Linked DNA regions of Oryctolagus cuniculus: region 2 is linked to region 1. The links are chromatin contacts, called in public Micro-C maps. All regions are on one chromosome and are shown on one strand. The core of a region is the stretch at or near the end of the contact, and the rest is flanking DNA. Distances in the headings are between cores, read along the strand shown. Region 1 has its middle 24 kb from the start of LRRC37A. Region 2 holds the start of FAM171A2 (family with sequence similarity 171 member A2).

The links. Hi-C and Micro-C count contacts between places; a contact is called where the count stands out from the background.
Region 2: a Micro-C map of ear pinna shows a contact between it and region 1, with 2.2 times the contacts expected there. The contact joins the promoter of FAM171A2 here to the enhancer-like site in region 1. A contact is called at or near these places in 2 of 6 Hi-C or Micro-C datasets (ear pinna and skin fibroblasts).

What each region holds. Positions count from the first base shown.
Region 1 is chr17:18,734,524-18,738,609 of mOryCun1.1, reverse strand. No RefSeq gene overlaps it. Among named protein-coding and RNA genes, the nearest start is that of LRRC37A, 24 kb to the right of the region's middle. Within about 2 kb of position 1,804, at least 1 of the 8 cell types and tissues checked has an H3K27ac peak or open chromatin away from gene starts, as enhancers often do. A contact at or near this core is called in ear pinna, where this site is marked.
Region 2 is chr17:18,928,444-18,932,214 of mOryCun1.1, reverse strand. It overlaps FAM171A2 (family with sequence similarity 171 member A2), which reads right to left and starts at 2,027. Exons shown (of 8, transcript XM_008271581.3): 1 at 1,769-2,027. The coding sequence starts at 1,886.

The DNA.
Region 1 (4,086 bases), core at 555-3,054:
CTCACTCTGCTTTTCAAATAAATAAATCCTTACAAAGTATGGTGAGTTCCTTAGGAAAAGAAAAGCCTCCATGGAAGGTAGAGAAGTTGCAGTTATTTCTCTTTCTATTTTTAGGCTGAGAGAGATTAAGGCTCTTGGTCAGGGTCATCTGGCTGTTGAGTGGGTGGAGGAAAAAGTAAGAGCTAAGACTCGGGAAATCTAACTCCAAGGTCCCGCTCTTTTCTCTGCAGAAGGCACCAGAAGAAAGGCCTGGGGAAGCACCAGGGGGGCCTCCTCCTTCCTTGCCGGCACCACCAATGGCTCAGGCAGGCCATTAGCAGAGAAGTGCCCGCGCGCGCCCGTCTGCTGGCGGGGGAAGAGGACAGCCACGAGGGAAGAGCCGGCTCCCACTTCTCTGTGTGGCTGCTTCCATTCCAAGAAGTCAATGTGAACACACGCTCCCCCGCCCCCAGTGCGTTAGACCCGCAGCTTCCAGAGCCTTGAGGGGCAGTTTCCTCCCACGCCTCCAGCACAGGTTCCAGCTGTTGTCTGCAGGGGGAGTGGGTGGGGCTCCGGGCTGGCACTGTCTTCTCACTCACAGGTGAGGCTCTGCGCTGATCTTAGCAAAGGACCTGAAGGGGCTGTGTGCAGTGGTGGCGGTGACAGGCTCCCATTTGTCATCCTCAAAGCGCAATGGGGAGACGGCATCTCGGGAAGGCTCCTCCGACTCCAGAGCCGCTCGTTATCCAGCACTGGCCAACAGTCGGCCACACGGAGGCCAGCCGCTCGCCTCCGCTCTCGGCACTCAGTCTGAGCTGGGGCGGGACTGAGGTTGCAAGACAAAGGCACACACAGCCGGCTCGGGAGTAGGACTCAGAAACGTTCTGTCTTGCTTCGGGACCTGAACAGGTGTGGCTGGGGAGAGGTCCCTTACATTTGAGAAGGACCCAAAGTGTATGCACAATATATGCTGTTTTTTAAAAAGCAACACATCATCCCTACTTTCTTTTTATTTATTCGAAAGGCAGAGACGGATAGACATATATACAGACAGACAGACAGACAGACACACACACACACACACACGGGGCGGGGGAGAGAGAGAGAGAGAGGCAGTTCATCAGGTGATCAGGTGGGTCACCCCAGCGAATGCCCACACCAGTCAGGGTGGCCGAGGGTGAAGCCAGCAGCCAGGAACCCCATCCGGATCTCCCATGTGGTGGCAGGGACCCGAGTACTTGAGCCAGGGTGCCTGCTGACAGGAAGCTGCATTGGGAACAGAGCCAGGACTTGAACCCAGGGCCCCTGTGGCGTCGGACGAGGGCATCCCAAGCAGCGTCCTAACTGCTGCGCCAAGCGTTCACCCCCTCCTTGTGGGCAGAGGGCGATGGAGGACGGCAGCGGCGGTGGAAGGGGTGGGGAAGGAGGTGTTCCAGCTGGAGGAGGCAGGGCTCGGGCAGGGGCACGCGGGCGGGAACGCGGGCACACTTGAGAAACACTGAGTAATTCAGCTGGACTGGAGCATGAGGTAGTGGAAAAAAGGACTGGGAAGGTAGACTGGAGCCCTATCACGGAGGCCCTTACATTCCAAGCTAAGGAATTTGCACTTCATTTAGGAGGCCACAGGGAACCTCCACATTAGAAGTCTGCTTTCGGAGGGAGACTCCAGCCGCTGTGTGTGCAGGCCTCCAGCCGCTGTGTGTGCAGGCCGGACGCCCTGAGGTCCCAGTAGTTCGACTGCTGGGGAACGAAGCTGGCCTCCCCGGGATGGCACTCCTGGCAAGTGGAAGGCCCAGAGAGAGGCATTCTGCCTTCATTCCAGGACAGAGGAGGCAGAGGGGAACCTCTGGTGCCCGCAGCCTCCTGGAGAAGTTCCCCTAGGCAGGGACCTGCACCCACTCTCGTCCAGGTAGAGCACTCGGGGATCCACAGAAGGCGGCTTTGAGAAGCGGCCCAGCACTTTCCCACAGGGAGGAGAGTGTCGCTCCCGGCTCTCCTCTGCCCCACCTTCAGACTGCACTGCTAGCAAGGAGCACCTGGGATGCGTAGCTGGCACCTGATCTGAGGACTTGCCAGTGGCCAACCAAGAGGCAAGCGACACCTGCTGAACACAAAGCATCTGGGTCCCTGCCCCTTGTCCACCTTCTAACCCAGAGGGGTAGCGTGAGAGGCCGGAAGCACGGGTTGACCCCTTGGACGGAGGGTCCGGGAAGCCCTGGGATCCCGGGCTAATTCTGATGTCCAGACTCCCAACCCCTACCTCTTAGCTTTGCTTAATTGGGTTACAGGAATTAGCCTTTAGAGACAGAAAAGGCAAGAGACCACATTCTCCTCACTGCCGCCCCTCTAAAGAAGAGGTCAAGTGAGGTCATCCCTGCTTGACCCCGCGAGGATGGCCAAGCAATGAAAATGGCTTCTTGGGGATTGCAATGAGGCTGCAAGGTTGAGGGCGGACAGGAAGTGACAGTGCAAGCGGGACCAAGGCCGGCGCGTGAATGGATTTCAGAGGTCAGGGAGCGCTCAGAGTCCGAGAGACGCAGTGAGAAGCCATCTTTTGCTGGTGTCAGAGGTAACGATCAGGAAGCTTGATAAGAGCGTGTGTGGGTGAGAGCGTGGGAAACAGACCCTCGCAGGCCTGTGGGCGGTTTCTGTGCGAGGTGATTTACAATATCGGTCAACGCTAATAAATGTTTGCAGTGGAGCAGAAATGCACGTGCACAAAAGTGACCCAAGCAGGGGCCGGTGCCGTGGCTCACTTGGCTAATCCTCCGCCTGCGGCGCCGGCATCCTATATGGGCGCCGGTTCTAGTCCTGGCTGTTCCTCTTCCAGTCCAGCTCTCTGCTGTGGCCCGGGAGGGCAGTGGAGGATGGCTCAAGTGCTCGGGCCTCCCGTGTGGGAGACCAGGAGGAAGCACCTGGCTCCTGGCTTCAGATGCATAGTTCTGGCCGTGGTGGCCATTTGGGAGGTGAACCGGCGGAGGGAAGTCCTTTTTCTCTGTCTCTCTCTCACTAACTCTGTCAAATGAAAAACAAATGACCCAAGTGGACTGTATGTATTACAACTTTCCGTATAACTGCACAAGACAGAAAGCAGTGGGGGCTGGGAAAATAGCTTCTGGTCTATCCATTGAGTGGAAAATCATGGCTCACCTGCAGGATGCATTACCTTGAAAGTTAGGGTACAAGGTGTGTATGCTATGTTACCAGTGTGTGAGGAACAGCTCTGTATACTAGCACCTGTGGGGAAGCTGCATGTGCGCTTATATATGTGTCATTACCTCCAGAAGGAAAACCAGACGAGTCCCCCGGGGAAGGGGCGCTGGGAGCTGGGGAGCAGGTACATTGTACGCTCATTCCCACATTTTCCATTGTATGCTGGGTACAAATAGTACTTGCTAACAAACAAACAAACAAACAAAACCACAAATGAAAAAGAAGAGAAGTCTGAACCTGTGTGTTTCCTCCCAGAGGGGCTGGGGGGTGGCAGCGGTGCCCTCCCGGTGCGATGGGCTACAGCACCCCCTGCTGCCACGAGCAGGGACTGCGCAGTGGATGCAGGGGGACGGAGGCTTGGGTCAGGGCTGCTGTGTGGCGTCCGAGGTGTCATGGAAGGGGCACTGGGAATGGGCAGCCCTGGGTTTGCGTACTGACTGCCCTAGCCTGCTGCACGCCCCTGGACATAAGACCCTCCCTGTGAGTCTCTGTTCTTGCCCCATAAATTGGGCTAATAATGCTTACCCCTAGGGTTGTTGCAAAGATCAAATAGGGTACAGTGTTTTAGAATTGCAAAGCACTAGTAAAATACTAAGGGGTTATTTTTCACTAGATCTCTCATTTTATGAGGTAGTGAGAGGCAGCGTGGGGCAGCGGTTAGGACAGGAACTCCGCAGCTGTGCCCGGCTGAAGCCCAACTCCTCCTCCCGCCATCTAGGGGACCTGGGAGAAATTACTCCATGTGGAGACCTTTGTTCTTCATCTGGGAAGCAGGGTTAGCAACAGCATCCTCATAGGGTCCTTGTGAGGAATAAGTGAATCAATACGTCCAAAGCACTCCAGTGTCTGGCACACAGCAGGTACCATGTGAACATCTGCTCCTACTGATTTCCT
Region 2 (3,771 bases), core at 778-3,277, 190 kb before region 1:
GGCAGGGTGCTGGAGGCCAACCAAGTCCAGGTTCAGAAGGAGGAGTCCAGAGCTGAGCACAGCGGGACGGAGAGACCTTCGGACGGCCTCGCCAGGAGCGGAGGCTGACACTCCACAGTGACAGGTGTCTTAGCTCCGGTTTCCAGTGCCAGGGCCGGTGCCGCGCCTGCCCCTGGCATCCCATCCAGCTGTTGGCCAGCTGGGCGCACACACTTGACCAGCCCCCGGTTTGGGTCCTCCCCCACCAGCCAGCAGGAATTCTGAGAAGCTGGAAGGGGCTGGCTACACCCCAGGCCAACTCTGGGCTGGGAGCAGCTGGGAAGAAGGGACCCAGAGGTCTGAATACCTGGTCATCAGAGGGAACGTCTTGGGCGTACAAGAGCCTCAGGAGAGAGGGTTGGGGAAGCAAACGGGGCGGGGGCAGCTAAGGCCTGCTGAAGGCATCGGGGCCAAGTTGGGGGCAGGTGCCTAGCAGATCCTCTCCCCCCGGACCCACACCCTTGGCGTATGGGGCTTGTGGGAGGGGCTTCCTGAGGGCGCTTCTACCTGCTCCAGCCTTCTCTCTGCCTCCAGAGAGTGAGGGAGACTGAGGCAGAGGGCCAGCCTCACAGCCCTCGCAGCCTCACATTCTGCGCAGGATCCGCCTGTCAGCCCCAGCCCTGCCTCGTTCCAGAGGAAATCCCACCCCCTTCCTTCATCCGGACCCCACCTCCGTCGTCCAGACCCCCACCCCCTGCCTTTCCTGCCAGATCCTTGGTTGGGAGGGGGTGGGGGAGAACATGGTTCCCACAGGCAGGAGAGGGGAGAGCAGTAGTGAGGGGGTGGGCAGGAGGCTGGGGGGTGGGTGCAGAGCTCAGGGGTGCAGCCATGGTCTCATTCTCCCACCGTCTCCCTTGCAGGAGCCGGCCCCACCCCCACTGCACACACCCACCTGGGCCTGGGGAGGTGCTGGGAGCTGAGATGAGGAGGGGGTGATCTGGGGGCAGGCAGGGGACAGGGACCCAGGCACCTGCCCTCTGAGCTGGCACTGCCCACAGCCTGCTAGCCAGCTCAGCATGGCTCTGCCACCACAGCCCTGCCCTGCACCGTGAGCCCAGAATCACGACACCCCCTCTTCTCAGAGCTCTCTCAGCTGCAACCCCTCCTCCGTCACGGGCCGGTCGGCCTTTATTTTTGTGCACCCCAAATTCTAAACCTGGGGGGCGGGCTGGGGGCTGGCGGGCTCCAGGGCGGAGAACCCCATTAGAGCAGTCAGTCCCGCCCACAGCCTCACCCACTCCCCTTCTCCCCTCCCCCCTTCGAATCCAGCTCCAGGCGCCCAGCCCCCGTCCGGGCCCAGGGTGGCAGCCGATGCCTGCGCCACCACCCAGCCGGGGTCAGGAACGAGGGCCCCGTGGGGCGCTGCGAAGCCGGCGCCCGCCCCAGCCCGCCTCTGGGCGGGTGTCTTCGGTAGACAATGGCTCAGGCAGCAGCGCCTCGCGGACCAGGAGGGAGAAAAACAAGTCGGGAGGGGGCGGCGGCGCCAAGCCCGGAGACCCCCGCCCTCCTCATTGTGTCTCCCGGAGACCCTCGCCCCTGACGGTCTCCCTCTTCCCCACGCCACGTCCCCCACCAGCAGCACCGACCCCAGGGCGCCTGGCTCCCCCCACCCAAATCCAAGGAACAGAGTCCGCTCGATTCACGAGCGCCGCGAAGAGGGGCTGGCGGGCGGGGGGCCTGATCGGGGGGCGCAGGCTCGCGATCGCGGCCCCTCCCGGCCGAGACTCACCCTGCGGGCTGGGGGGCTCCGGCGGTGACTTGCCGGGAGCCCGGGAGGCGCCGCCGAGCAGCAGCCCCAGCAGCGGCAGCAGCCGCGCGAGGACGCTGGGGCCACTCGGCGGCGGCATCGCGGGGCTCAGCCCGGCCCTAGCGGTCCATAGCTCCCGCGCGGCCCCGCTCGGCCGGCGCCGCTCAGCCCCGGCTCTGCGCCGCGCGGCTCGGGCTCCCGCTCCGGCTGCGGCGCCCGCTCGGCGCGATTGTCTCCGCCCGGAGCCGCCCGCCAGCGCCCCCTGCAGGCGGCGCCCCACACCGCGGGCCCCCGGCGCCGCCCCCTCCCGGCCCCGCTCAGCCCGCAGCCGCTCGCGCTGCCCGCCCTCTGCCCACCCCGCAGTCTCCCACCCCCGCTCCCGCACTCCGAGCTGCGAGGCGGTGTACCGATCAAGAGTCGTGTCAGGGTCCTATCACGGAGCTTCCAGGGGCTCGAGAGCCCCCGAAATTTGGTGCAAACATTGGGGGTGGGTGGAGAATAGCTATTGCTTACAACATATTCCCAAAGTGATGTAGTCCTGGGTGTCAGGCAAGTGCAAGAACTCCCCGCTCCGCCGCTGAGCGTCTGCGTGAACAGGGTCAGGGAGGCAGCGGGCGGCCCCTGGGGATCAGCGAGGTCTGGGTTCTTGTCTAGCTTCTGCCTCTCCTCAGCCAGGGGCGAGTAACTTAGCCTTCCCGTCCTCAGTCTTCCTCTAGGGTGGGGGTAGCAGTGCCCCCCCCCCCCAGGCTTAAATGGGATGTCACAACTCACATGGTGCAGGGGGCCAGAAACTGCCATCGCTGCTGGTCCCACTGGTTCTGGCTTCCTGAGACGAGCGGTCTTTTCCCTCTTCCTCCAGCATCTCCCTCTTCCTCCAGCATCGACCCTCACCCTTGAAGACCCCTATGGGCCTGCGCTAACCCCAGGCAAGCTGTCTTCCCTTCCGTATTTCTGATTCTCATCACTCAGTTTCCGACCTTCTGATCTGGGGCTGTACCCCTCTCTTGGCTCTCCGTGACGTAACACCGTGTGGTGCCCAGGAGGGGACTGCATACCCGGACAGCAGGCATCCTCTGGGTTGGGTGCCCTGGTTGGGTCTCCTGACTTAAGGGGTCCTCATAATGGTCTTGCGGACAAAACCAAGATTCTCTCTCACCTCCTTTCTTTCCTTCCCTCTCTCCACTCTTCCCCCCTCCCTCCCTCCCTCCCTCCTTCCCTCCCTTCCTCCCTAGTTTCTCCATTCCTTTTTCCTTTCTCTTTCTTGCTTTTTAACAGAAAATTTCCCCTAACAGCCCTACCCCTTACATAACCAATTTTTTGGAACCTCAACACAGGATTTAGCTCTCATGCCTGGTGAATTTCGCCTTGTTGGTTTCAACCCAACTTTACAATCTGTCACCACTGCCTGGAGTCTGCTCCAGCCACCCATTGGACTGGAGCTCTCCGCCAGCCAGCAGCCGCCTGCGGGGAAGAGTGGCTTCCCCTGCCCATTCCAGGCACCTGGGACGATGCCAGGCAGCCCAGGGGTGGGAGGGACTCAGGTCTAAATCCTGGTCACTAGGATCGAGCTCACATTTCTTTCTTGTCTATAAGAACAAATGCCAAATGCTTTGCTGGGTCGAGATAAGTTGTCTGGGGCCATCCGAGCTCAGTGATGGAGTGGAGGGGATTTGGCTGATGTTCAAGGATCATGGTTTAATCTTTTCTTAAAACTAGGCTCCGACCAGGAACCTGTTCCGGAGCTTGCCATGCGTGGATGTCAAATTGTCCATTTCAAAATTTACCACTGAGCCCTTGAGCTAACATCAAGCGCTAATAGCTCCTGTTCTCCAATGGCTTCCCCCAACTTAGCACTTAGCATTTTGTTTTTTTAAAAAAGATTATTTTAGGCCGGCGCCGTGGCTCAATAGGCTAATCCTCCACCTTGCGGCGCCGGCACACCGGGTTCTAGTCCCGGTCGGGGCGCCGGATTCTGTCCCGGTTGC